2 separate regions of the Oryctolagus cuniculus genome follow, and region 2 is linked to region 1. A link is a contact called in public Micro-C data. All regions are on one chromosome and are shown on one strand. Each heading gives the region's core, a stretch centred on a gene start, on an enhancer-like site or on the middle of the called end of the contact. The rest is flanking DNA. Distances are from core to core; before and after follow the strand shown.

Region 1 (6,475 bases), core at 1,084-3,583:
AATTAGAATGTCTGAATGAATGGAAAATAATTACTTTCTTGAGAGCTCTTACTCCCTAATAGCCGAGCTCTGCACTCAGTCTGCACTCTGTGCTCATTAATTAGCTTTTGGGCAAAACCTTCGTTTTTCATTAAATGACTTAGCATAAAATTTTGTAGGAGCTATAATGGAATGTAAACCACTAATCTAATTAAAATAGCACATTAGATTGAGGGTTATTAAGTGAAAATTGCTCATGAACCTTTTGTTCTCACTCAGGGTCCGGATTCCCACTACGGCACAAAAGGACTGAAGAAGGTGGTCCATGAGACCCCGGCCGCGAGCAAGACTGTTTTCTTATTTTTCAGTTCTCCTGGCAATAACAATGGCACTTCCATAGAAGATGGACAAATCCCAGAAATCATATTTTATACATAGTTTAGCATCACAGTACATCTTAGCTCAGTAGTACCATACCGTCTAGTCTCAAAACCACAAATAACTGGCCCCAAAAATAGCTGGAGTGTTTGAGTATTTATAATTGTAAAATAAAAAAACATTTTAGTTTCTCAAAGGAGATAGGAAAATGTTCATTGAAATCTCTGCATGACTGACTTAAAGGCAGGTTTTCCATTTTCTTACGATCTTAGAGGAAGAGAACTGGGTGTAATTGTATAGAAACAAAAGCGAAGCTATTTCAGCTCCGCCTTGTATAATTTCCTAGGTCAGCTGGGTCACGGTCTTGGAATAGTTCTGGAATCATCTTGTTTTATGTAGCTGGTTTTGTTTTCTGTTTTTGTTTTAGCCGTTTGGAAGGGTTAGATGAGTTGGGTCAGTATTCCTACAGTCCCAATGAGCTCTCATAACTAATTTCAAAGAATTAATAAAACTGACTTTATATTCGGGGTTTGAAATATCTGGTGGCTAGCATTTGGAGAGATGCTAAAAATAGACCTAATAAATGCCCAAGAAAATGGTCAATGCATTTAAAGGAACAGATATTTTGTAATAGTATAGAAACGTGTTACATAATACAGTGTAAAACTATTAATGGAGTTTGTATAAATTCGCAATAATGCGATATAAGCAAAGGGCCTAACGGTGTGGGCTAGGACTGATTCCTGTTCAGTAGACAGACTGCGAGGCTCGGCCGCGCCTGTCCGGGGGCTGCGGGGACTGAGCGGAGGCCACTTCAGCACCGCGGTCAGCGCACCCGCGCTGCGTTAGGAGCGGAGAGTCAGCAGAGCTTCATCAACTTTCCTTATGACGCGGATTTTCCTATCACACCTTTTCCCTTGGAAGGGATAATCCTATGAAAAACGGAAGCGTCTGTAAGTTTGCAGACATCCAATCGCTGTGGAGGATGATTGATATTTTCTAAATAGTAACGGGGATGCACACGTTTTTCCTCTGGAGTCTTGCTCCGTGTGTATTGTCAGGAAGGTGGGCAGTGGGGGCCGAGGCCTCCTGCAGCTGCCGAGGGAGGGGGCTTTCTCCTCTCTCTGCTTCTGCAGCCCCAGTCGACTGGATTGCCCGCGGAACGTGTCGTTCTGGTTAACTGAAGACTAGCCAGCGAACACTGTCGTGCCCCTTACAGAAAGAACTTCTGCCTTAGAAAGCGCAGACCCAGACTAGCTGTGGGTTTGATGTTGAAGGCGCTTCCCGTGCCTCGTTGCATTGTGCTAAACCATGCTTGTGACGGTATGCGGCCACAGGTGCAGGAACCCCAGCTGTTTACTGACATCGGGACGTCCCCTGGAATTTTTAAAAAATAAATGCACATTATCCTTTTCTCTTTTTTGTCATTTGTCGTCTAAAGTGGGATGCATGACAGCCTTTGGTTTAGCTGCAATGTATGGAGATAATACAACACAGCCTCGGGCTGCCTAACACAGCTCGGAGGAGCTGCCACCCTGCTGCCCTCGGCGTCGGGTCTTTCCTCCCTGTTCTAATCTCAAGAGGGAAAATGATGGTGTTGCTTACTCTGGCTCAGGCTCACCTCTCCTGTCCTGGCCCCTCGGGGTGAGGGCCCTGGGTTGTCCACACCTGTGTGCCCGCCCTGTGCACGGAAGCTGGCCCGCAGGCCACCGGCTGCGCCCTCGCCAGCTCCGGAGGACCGACCGGCTCTGGCGCCCACGGCCCTGGATGAAGCTGCACGAGGCGCACTCCCCGGGGCTCCTTCTTTCGATCAGACCTCAGGCCCCTGGTGCTCCTGTTTCCGCGGTCCCCTCCCAGCTCACGGCCCCGCGCAGGCGCCGGAGGAGCGAGACCCGTCCCCGCCGGCCGCAAGGTGTCGCTCTCGAGCCGGAGCGGACGCTCGGGGCGCAGGCGCCGCGCCTGCCTGCCACGTGCGCATGCGCAAAGGGCTCTTCCGGCGCGGGCCGCGCTGTGGGCGCCCGCCCGAGTGGGCATGCTGCGGCTGGGCAGCCGGCTGCGGGGACCTGTGGCAGGCCTCGGCGTCAGGGCCGACGCTCGGCTCCATTACGGCGCCGGGATGCCCAAGAAAGCGGGTGCGACGAGCAAGGTCAGTGGCGAGCCCGGCGGCGGCCAGAGGGTGGGACGCAGGGCCGCCCCGAGAACGCGAGAGGAGCGGCCCCGGCTGGAGGCTCCCTACCGAGGGGGGCCCGGCACGGCCCGGCCCGCTGCGGCCGCTCTCAGACTCTGCAGGATCCCGGCCAGGGCCGGCGCAGCCCGAGCTCCCGGGGACCAGGGCCGCGGGTCCCGGGGCGTCTTCCCACCCCCACTGCCTTCGCTCCGCCCTGGGGCTCCGTTCGGGTCTGTAGAGCGAAGCACAGGGCCCGACACGGCGTCTCGTAGGCCTCGTGGAGTAGCGCCGGCCGCCTGGGGTTCCCGCTGCCCGGGGTACGGGGATGCGCGGCAGGTGCTCCCTGCCCCGCGCCGAGGGAGGTGGGGAGGGCCAGCCCCCGCTGAGCCTCGAAGGAGACCTGTCAAGCCGCGTGGTGGTTGTCATTTTAGGGTAGAAGCCAGAGCAAGGACCACGAGGCACCGCTTCCTCCCTCGGGTCCCGTGGCCGTCGATCCTAAAGGTTGTGTCACCATAGCCATCCACGCCAAGCCCGGCGCCAAGCAGAACGCTGTAACAGGTACGTGTGGACGCGGGGGCGGGAGCCGGGGGTCAGTCGGCAGGCTTATCCCGGGAGCTAGTCAGTGTGGGGCTGGCATCGTGGCGCGGCGGGTGAGGCTGCCGCTCGCGACCCCACCCTGTGAGCACCGGACTTAACCCCAGCTCCCTCCTGATGCACCTGGGGAAGCAGCAGAGGACGGCCCGAGCGCTTGGGCCGCTGTGCCCACGTGGGAGACCCAGGTGGAGTTCCAGGCTGCTGGCTTCCGCCTGGCCCAGCCCTAGCCTGGTTGCATTTGGAGAGTGAACCAGTGGATGGAAAAGCTCTCTCCCTCTCGGTCCGGGTTTCCTATGTGGGTGGCAAGGATCCAAATACTGGAGCCTCACCTGCTGCTCCGAGCATACACATGAGCGGGAAGCCAGATCAGAAGCAGAGGAGCTGGGATTCGAACCCAGGCCCTCCCATATGGGATGCAGGCGTCCCAAGGGCCGACTTGACCGCTGTGCCAGAAGCCTGCTCAGCAGTACCTCTTGGCTCCAGTGCCCTCATTCTGTGTGCATTCAGCTAGTTTATGGTCAGTGCTGTGTAAGTCTTTGTTACGTGAACAGTACATTCTGAGACCCTCGGGGTGCATGGGGAGATGAACCCAGGTCCGGCGAGGAGACTGGAATAGCCCTGTGGGATCCTGGGAGCCGCCTTGCCCGTGTCGGAATCCAGGGGACGTCCCTGGTCAGCAGGGTCGGTAGAAGAGCGAGGGCTCCTTACGGGTCAAGTGCGCGCTGTTCTCATTCCAGATTTGACCGCTGAAGCCGTCAGCGTCGCCATCGCGGCGCCTCCGTCGGAGGGAGAGGCCAATGCTGAGCTCTGTCGCTACCTCTCCAAGGTCTTAGAGCTCAGGAAGAGTGACGTGGTTCTAGACAAGGTAGGCCGGGGCTTCTCTCTCTCTCTGTATGTAGGCATCTGTGCTTATCATTGATAGGAGAGAGAGACAGACCTCCCACCCACCGGTTCACGCCACCCAGGTCTCAGCCGAATCACATGCAGGAACAGCTGGGCCTGGAACCCCGTGCTCCTAGGTGGAGCCAGGTGCCCTAAGTGGCAGCGTAACCCGCCGCACCACAGGGCCCCCCTCCCCAGCCACGTCCGTGCTTCCTAAGGCTCTGCTGGCTTTCAGTGCTGCCCTGGGTGCCTCCTGCGTGGCCCCAGCTGGCATTCCGTCACTGACTAATCACTGCGCCTGAGCAGCCTGCTCGTTCCTGCCGGGCCGGGCGTCCCTGATTTCCCGATGTTTGCCTCTGTACCTTCTGTTCGTCTACACAGACCCCTGCTCGCACTTGACCTTTGAAGGATGTGTTTGAGGGAGGGCATTTGCTAGCAGTTAAGATGCTCGTTAAGATGAGCCCATTCGGGGCCGGTGTTGTGGCGCGCGCAGCAGGTTAGGCCGCCACCTGCATCCCATCCGGGCACAGTTCAAGTCCCGGCTGGTCCACTTCCGATCCAGCTCCTGCGAGTGCACCTGGGAAAGCGGGGGGAAATGGCCCACGTACGTGGCTTCTTCACTCACGTGGGACACCCAGAGGGAGTTCCAGGCTCCTAGCTGAGGCCTGGCCCAGCCCCAGCCACTGCAGCCATTTGGGAGTGAACCAGCGGATGGAGGATCTCTGTCTGTGTCTCCTCCTCTCTCTCTAACTGCCTTTCAAACAAGCACTAAAAAGAAAGAGAAGATGACCACATTCCATATCAGGTGGTTGGTTTCATTCCCAGCTCTCCTTCCAGTTCCAGCTTCCACTGTGTGCACTTGGAGAGGTGGCAGTGGTGACTCAAGTGTTGGGTCTCGGCCACCCTGTGGGAGACCTGGGTGAGGTTCCAGGCTCCTGGCCTCAGCCTGGCCCAGCCCTGCTGTCGTGGGCATTTGGGGATTAAACTGGAAGATAGGAGCTCTTTTTTTTTTTTTTTTTTTTTTTTTTTAAGATTTATTTTATTTATTTGGAAGACAGAGTTACAGAGAGAGGCAGAGAGAGAGGTCTTCCATCCGATGGTTCACTCCCCAGATGGCCGGCAATGGCGGGAGCTGTGCCCATCCAAAGCCAGGAGCCAGGAGCTTCTTCTGGGTCTCCCACGCGGGTGCAGGGGCCCAAGCACTTGGGCCATCCTCTACTGCTTTCCCAGGCGATAGCAGAGAGCTGGATCAGAAGAGGAGCAGCCGGGGCTAGAACCGGTGCCCATAAGGGATGCCGGCGCTTCAGGCCAGAGCGTTAACTCGCTGTACCACAGCGCCAGCCCTGGGAGCTCTTTCTGTCTCAACTAAAATAGGAAGACAGATCCTATGTAAAGTGGTTTTAGCTGGCTGTGAAGTCACAGCACTCAAATGGGTGGCAGCTTTTTGTTTGGAGTTTTCAGAAATGCGTGACAATAGAGAAAAACAGTTTGTTTCCATGAAAAGTTTATTTTAATAGAAACTTTATATAAAATTACAATATTTGGGCATTTTAAATGATTTTTGTTTTTAACTTAAAAATTACTTGAAACCAGCATGTTGTAAATCTGGATTCCTTGTTCATTTTGAAATTTTTATTGTCATCTCCTTAAAAGGTGGAGTGATGGAGAGAGCAAGGCAGAGACAGAGACAGAGCTCGTCCAGCCGGTTGTTCTCTCCCCAGATGCTGGCACTGGTGGGGACAGGGCCAGAACTCCACCAGTGTCTCCCGTGTGGCTGATAAGGGCCCCAAGCACTTGAGCCATCATGGCTCAGAACGCATTAGCAGGAAGCTGGATTGGAAGTGGAGTATCTGGGATTCAGATTGGCACTCTGTATATGGGATACAGTACGGGGAAATGGGATGCAGATGAAGTGATCGCTTCATCCTCTGTGCCACAAAGCCTGCCCCCATTTTGAAACTGTAATGCCTACCTTTTATCACAGAAATTGGGGGAGGTAAAACCCTGGGGTCTCGTAAACACCTGCAGGCAGGAAGCATCTAAGAGTCTTGGGTTAGATCAGAAGGGGCCGTGAGGAAGTGCGGCCTAAGCCCTCAGCAAAGCCCCTGTGTGACCCCGTGAGGGTGTGTGGCTGCGCTGGGGAGCGCGGAGGTGCGGGGTCTCGTACGTCAGGTTTGAGCGTGTCTGTTCCCTTTCTGTCCAGGGTGGTAAGTCTCGGGAGAAGGTGGTGAAGCTCTTGGCCTCTACAACTCCAGACGAAATCTTGGGGAAATTAAAACGGGAAGCTGAGAAGAAGTAAAAGCAAGAAATGAAAAAGTCATCTGTGAGGAATTTACTGCTAATGATGAACAGACTACTAGACAGGAAAAAATGTTCAGATGCACAGAATGTGGGGAAATGCATGTGTGTGTATTAAATGTAAATAAGCCTCAGAAAAAAGTAGGAAGCTTGAAAGTTGCTGCACACTGAATACAG
Region 2 (6,504 bases), core at 1,474-3,973, 97 kb before region 1:
GGGTCCCAGGCCCCTAGTCGCTCTGCAGGACCCGCCCTCAGCACAAAGCCCCATCAAGCCCTGTGGATGTCCCCGAGCCCTGGAAACCCCCGCGTGTCCCAGGGGACCTCAGCACCACCCACTGGTGGGGATGTGTCCCAGGGAGACACGGACTCCCTGTCCGCTCCCTCCTCTGCCCCAGCTGTCCCCTCCCTGGGTGCCTTCTGCCTCCCTGGGTAGCCAGGAGCGTTTGCCATCCGCTGTACGCGGCAGTTCCTCTGTGTGGGCAGAGCCGTGTCCCTGCCACGCAGAAAAACACGTTCACCCCTCCCTGAGGGCCGATCCCGCCCTGATTTAAAATCCTCCCTCACCCCTGGGAACAAGTGCCGCCTCGACTTCCGGTCCAGCTCCCTGCTGGGAGGCAGCAGGTGATGGCTCAAGTACTTGGGTCCCTGCCAGCCACGTGGGAGACCCAGATGGGGCTCCTGGCTCCTGGCTTCAGCCTGGCTCAGCCTTGATTGTTGTGGGCATTCAGAGAGTGAACCAGCAGGTGAAAGCTCACTCTCTCTCTCTGTTGCTCTTTCAAGTAAATACAGTTTAAAGTCTTCCCCCACACACAGGATGGAGTCCACACTCTTGGCTCACAGAGAAATCTGTCCAGAATTTGAAATGCAGATGCAGAATAAGCTTCCCTGTGTGACCTTGAGAAGCTCCCCGAATCCCTGTGCGGCTACATCGTCACATCAGAAGTAAGGAAACAGCTCTCTAGCTTGCTCGCTCGCTCGCTCTCTCTCCCAGATGCTCTGAGCTGCGTGTGTGCACAGGGGGTGGGAGGTGGGGGTTAAACAGCACAACCAAATGGCTCCCTTGAATGCCTCTGTGTTTGGCACCTAGCAAATTTAACATGGGGGCTTTCGCAGGTTCTATGAAGGGCCTCGCGAGTTCCTCATTTATGTTAGGTATAGGTCGAGGGGAGAGGCGGGTGGGCGGCACGATGCAGTCGCAGGAGCAGGAGACAGGTGCGCAGGCCGCCCTGCTCGCCCAGGCCCGCGGCGTGAGCTGCCCACCGGCCAGGGGCCCCTACCTCTCTCAGGTAGTAGGTCATGAAGCCGTCGATGATCCCATCTTGCTCCAGCCCGATGATGAGGTTCACCACGCTCGTAAATCCGAAAACCGCATACACTAGGGCAGGGAGGCAGCAGTTTACAAAGCAGGCCTCTGGGCGGCGCTGTGGAGCAGCAGTAGAGCCGCACCCCAACACCAGCATCCCGTATGGGCGCCAGTTCGAGTTCCGGATGCTCCACTTCCGATTCTGCTTCCTGCTAATGCACCTGGGGAAGCAGTGGAAGATGGCCCAAGTGCTTGGGTCCCTGCACCCACGTGGGAGACCTGGAAGAAGCTCTTGACTCCTGGCCCAGCCCCAGGCATTGTGGCCATTTGGGGAGTGAACCATAGATGGAAGATCTCTCTTTCTCTGTCTCTTCCTGTTTCCCCATAACTGACCTTCAAATGAATAAATAAATATTTTTAAAAATTGTAAAGGCATAATACGGTGCATTATGTTAAAAAATAAATAAAAATAAAAAGCGGGAATCATGGGAGGCAGGGATAGTGGCTCAATTGCTTGGGCCTCTGCCACCCACGTAGGAGACCCAGATGGAGTTCTGGGCTCCTGGCTCCAGCCCTGGCTGTTGTGGGTATTTGGGGAGTGAACCAGCAGATGGAATGTTCTTCACGTTTTCTAGAAGATCTTGCTGACGTCATCAACCTAGACTAACAGACCAGACACCTGCTGCACACCCAGTGGGTCTCAGGCTGCCCACCCTGGGTGTAGGGAGCACGTCCCCAAGGTGGGGAATGACACCAGGCCACCCCAGCATCCCACTGGGCAGCAGGGACAAAGCCAGCGGCCAACGGGCCTGTGAAGCACAGTGGTGACCCAAGGGCTGAAAACAGTGACTTAGCAGAGGGGAATCGTTTCATGGGTCCCGGGGCCAGGCTGCAGCCCCGCGTGTCCGGTTGTTTGCCTGCTCCAGGCCGGGCTCTATGCAAGAGGCTTTAGGATAAAAGGCCAAGGGATGACAAAAATAGAAGCCAAGATGGCACGGTGGGCTATTACAGGAGAAAAAGCCGTGTCGCCGGCCGGGGTGTACATAGCTGGCACAGACAACGGCTATGGGGAATCAGCTTTGTGTTTGTTATTTTTTCTAGACAGCCGCATTTTAAGTAAGAACAAATTGGTGTCGAACCCTGGGCACGGACAGCAGGGGCCAGCCTCAGCTGCCTTCCCGGGAGCATGAGCAGGGAGCTGGAGCAGAAGCCAAGTGGCTGGGTCTTGAACCAGTACTCCAATACCGGATGCCGGCCTTGCAGGGGGTGGCTCAGCTCACTGCGCCACAGCGCCGGCCCCCACTTCCTCACTCTCCTCCTTTGGAAGGCGCCAGGATTAGCAGGGAAGGAGGCGATGAGAGTCTAATCTACCGACAGCAGCAGATGCTACCGCGGCTGGCAGATGCCGCGTTACCGAGGACAAGGATGTGGTCCCTGGCTTCCAGTGGGCGAGGAGCCTGGCTCGGGCCGCCGTGCGCTCAAAGCTGTAACAGACAAGGACACTGGCATAGCTAAGTGTGGGCTGCGTGGAGTGGGGCAGGAAGAGGATGTGGAACTTGAGGTCCCTGGGCCCAGCGCATCTGCTCCCTGGCTATGAAAACAGCAGCAAGCCGCACAATTCCTCTCAGCTCCCGAGTTCCGTGGGCGGGCGCTGGGAGAAGCCCGCGGCTCACCACTCTCCCTTCCCGCTCTGCCTCTGCCAGGCCCTCCGTGGGCAGAGACTGCTCCCTGCGCTCAGCCCGCCGCCTCGCGAGTGACAGCGGCCACTCCAGAGCACGGCTGGCATTAAGTGACTTGGCTTCCCCTCCTCTCATCCCGCTGTGCTGCTCTGCCCACCGCGAGAAGGGCAGGCTCTGGGGAGGGAGCTGCTTGTCTGAAGGCAGGGAGCCGCAGGGAACAGCCCTGAATCCCACCCACAGCCCCAGGAGTGAGAAAACTGGATGCCTCGAGAAGACCCGGAGATTTGGGGAGTGTAGACACAACATGAAACGCCTGGCAAAGTGCAGGCCACAGGAAGCATTCACAGGCCAAGGGCAGCCTTGTGGAGGCGGCACACGTGGCCATGGGCTTCAAGGTCAAGGCCCCTGTGACCTTGATCCCATGGCTCTGCAGCTCTGAGCCAGCATCTTCCTTCGCATATGGAGGGCTACTGTGATGAGGATCAAATAAAACAACAGTGTGAGTGAGCGCTCAGAGCCCTTGCAGAGCCCAGCGGGTGCTCAGCCAGCACCGGCGGCAGTCTGCTTCATTTCACACACACACACACACGCACATACACACACTCACACACACATATACACACTCACACACCCACACACACGCACATACACACACTCACACACCCACACCCACGCACGTACACACTCACACACACGCACATATACACACGCACATATACACACTCACACACCCACACACATGCACATACACACACACACGCACACACACTCACACACCCACACGCACATACACACTCACACACACACGCACACACACACATGCACACACACACTCACACACACATACACACACGCACATACACACTCACACACGCACACACATACACTCACACACACACATACACTCACACACACACGCACATATACACACACATGCACATACACACACCCACACACCCACACACATGTACATACACACACTCACACACTCATATATTCACACACTCACACATTCTCACATACAATCACATATTCACACACTCATACAATCACATACTCTCACACCCACTCCCACACACTCACAATCACACATTCACACACACAAACTGACACACACTCACACACATACACACACTCAATCACACACATGCAATCACATAGACTCATAATCACATACTCACAATCACACACACAACACACACACTCAACACACATCCTTACATACTCACAGTCACAATCACAAATTCACACACCCACACACATACAATCACACACTCTCACACCCACTCCCACAACTCACACTCACGCAATCACAATCACACATTCACACACACATACACACACTCACAATCACACACAATGACACTCTCGTACCCCCACACTCACACACACGTGCTGGCTGGGAACTGTCCCATCCCCCTCCTCATCTTACCCCCCCATGGTTAGTACAAGGGGGAATCTCAGAAAGTTTGTGGAAACATAGAGTTAAAAGGAAAGCATAATTTTGGTGCAAAAAAAAGTGTAAAATCCATGCATAGTTTTTACATAACAAGTAGCTTCCATGAACTTTTTGAAGACTAAGCCAATTTTACTTGGTGAACCTTTTTTAATCCCAGAATGAACTTATCTTCTAATTCCATTTTCCACAAACTTTCTGAAGCGCCCTCGCTTTATTGTTTTCCTGTCTTATACAAACTGTGCAGACAGAGGCACCCCACTTCTCTGCCAGATTAGGGGGGCGGGGGACAGGAAGCCCGCGAAGGGGCTGGTACCCGAGCTGAAGCCAGAAGTCAGAGGTCAGGGCCCCAGCATGCTAGGCGCTGGGGGAATGAGGCTTGGTGGCCCTGGCGGAAACCCTCCTCCAGGGTCCCACCTGCGAGAGGGCGGAGCCACAGCTGAGGACAGGCGCCTGAAACACCGCCCACTTCCGGCCGCTGTCACCGGCGGGTACACAACCAAAGAGGAACAGGTGCGAGGAGGAGACGTACCATAGAACAGCGGGTCCCGGGGCGGTTTTCTTTTGACAAGGACCCGGGCCAGCAAGGCCACCAGCAGCAGGATGAAGGCAGCCACCCCTACAATTGTCCAGGAGCTGCAACAACCAGAAGAGGGAGGCGGTCATTTAGGAAAACAAACACCGGGTGCCTGCAACTTCCTGACCATTGAATTTACTGGCCGGCCGGGGCCTCAGGGACGGCCTTTGGCCTCTGCCTGCAGCTCTGTCACCATACAGGCAGGGACATTCCTCTGCCACCCTCCGGGCCAGAGCCCGGGGACTTCAGGGGAAGGGAGCCACCAGGCCCTCAGCCTCCACGTGTCCTGACCAGTCTCCTGTGCACAGGCATTAGGTCTGGAGCGCCCTCTACCCCACCCCCACTGGCCCTTGCGGGCTCCACCTACCCTCTTCCAACCCCAGTGCCCCATCGCTTGCTTCCTCCAGGCCAGCCAGAAGAAATACACAGACAGAGCTCCCTGCCCCCACACACACCTTCCGGGGCACAAGGGCAAGGTCACGTGTACTAGAGGACTTCAAATGATTCGTGAGAAAATGGAATTTGAAGATACGTTCATTTCAGTGCAAAACAGTTTTGAAACACATGCATAGTTTTTCTCATGATACACTATGGGTTTTCTAGAAAATTCTTCAAGACCCCTTGTATATCCAAACAGGCCAGAGGGTGAGGCCAGGAAATCCTAGGAGGAGGAGAGTGTGGGCCAGGCCTGAGGCCAGCGTGGAGTCAGCCCACACCAGGGCCAGCCTGGTCTCCAGCAGCAAACCAGGGGCACAAACCCCAGATCTGCTCCCGGGAAAGGCAGGGTGGCAGGGAGACCCCGCAGAGCAGGGCGTGGGCAGTCAGGAGGCTGGACCCTGGCGCCCTCTCCAACTGCGTGACCGTGGCAAAGTCACATCCTCTGCACTCATCTGGTTTTTAATTTACTGAAAAACCTACTGAGAAAAATCCGTACCCTGCATGCCTCTGTGGCAGGTCCTGGGGACACCATGTATACAAGGGGCTCCTGTCTGCATGGAAGACCCACTGTGGGGAGCAACTGAGACTAGACTAAGTTACTGGAATTAAGACTTATTCTATGCATCTGCTCTCCCACAATATGGCGCTGAGAGAAAGAGACCAAACAACCTCTACGCAGCTGCCTCTTGCCAATTTGACTGATAAGCTGCAGGAGCTGATCCTGCTCCTGATTGGAGGAGAGCAGCGTGCTCGGCGTGTGGGCAGCAGAGTTGGGATTGGTGGAAGAGGACTATAAAGGAGGAGAGAGACAACATGCACCAGGAACATCCGGATAACATCTGAGCAGCCCACATCTGAGCAGCCCCCGAGAGAGCCGGCCGGCGGTGTGCCGCTCCCCCGCGGAAGTGGGGAAAGTGGCAGGGGGAGCTGCCCCTCCACGGAGTGGAGGGGTCGGCAGCCAACCCGGGAAGGACCAGCAGCAAACCCGGGAAGGGCCAAGCAGACAAAAGAACAGCGCAGGGTTTAGTGTCGTTCCTCCACGAAGATGGGGAGCGACAGACAACCCACCTCAATAACTCCCACCTCCACGAGGTTACTTCCCTCCCACACCTCCAAAAACAGGGCCCCCAGCTCTAGACAAAGAACCACCTGAGGCCACGCCAATGGCCTTCATGGCTACACCAGGACTTACCATCTTCAGAGCTGCAGAAAGTGCCTCTCCTGAGCCGACACCACCCCCCGCACACACGCAACACACACACACC

What was found. A called contact is a pair of places that touch in the nucleus more often than the background predicts.
Region 2: a Micro-C map of ear pinna shows a contact between it and region 1, with 3 times the contacts expected there. The contact joins the enhancer-like site here to the promoter of C12H15orf40 in region 1. A contact is called at or near these places in 3 of 6 Hi-C or Micro-C datasets (ear pinna, skin fibroblasts and an unstated tissue).

Annotation. Positions count from the first base shown.
Region 1 is chr12:101,881,430-101,887,904 of mOryCun1.1, reverse strand. It overlaps C12H15orf40 (chromosome 12 C15orf40 homolog), which reads left to right and starts at 2,333. Exons shown (of 4, transcript XM_002722994.5): 1 at 2,333-2,503; 2 at 2,956-3,082; 3 at 3,856-3,983; 4 at 6,204-6,475. The coding sequence starts at 2,390. The coding sequence ends at 6,299. BTBD1 (BTB domain containing 1) reads left to right here. Exons shown (of 9, transcript XM_051834251.2): 9 at 259-1,770. The coding sequence ends at 417.
Region 2 is chr12:101,978,825-101,985,328 of mOryCun1.1, reverse strand. TM6SF1 (transmembrane 6 superfamily member 1) reads right to left here. Exons shown (of 10, transcript XM_051834261.2): 2 at 4,757-4,860; 3 at 1,064-1,161. The coding sequence starts at 1,084. Among named protein-coding and RNA genes, the nearest start is that of TM6SF1, 7.5 kb to the right of the region's middle. Within about 2 kb of position 2,723, at least 2 of the 8 cell types and tissues checked have an H3K27ac peak or open chromatin away from gene starts, as enhancers often do.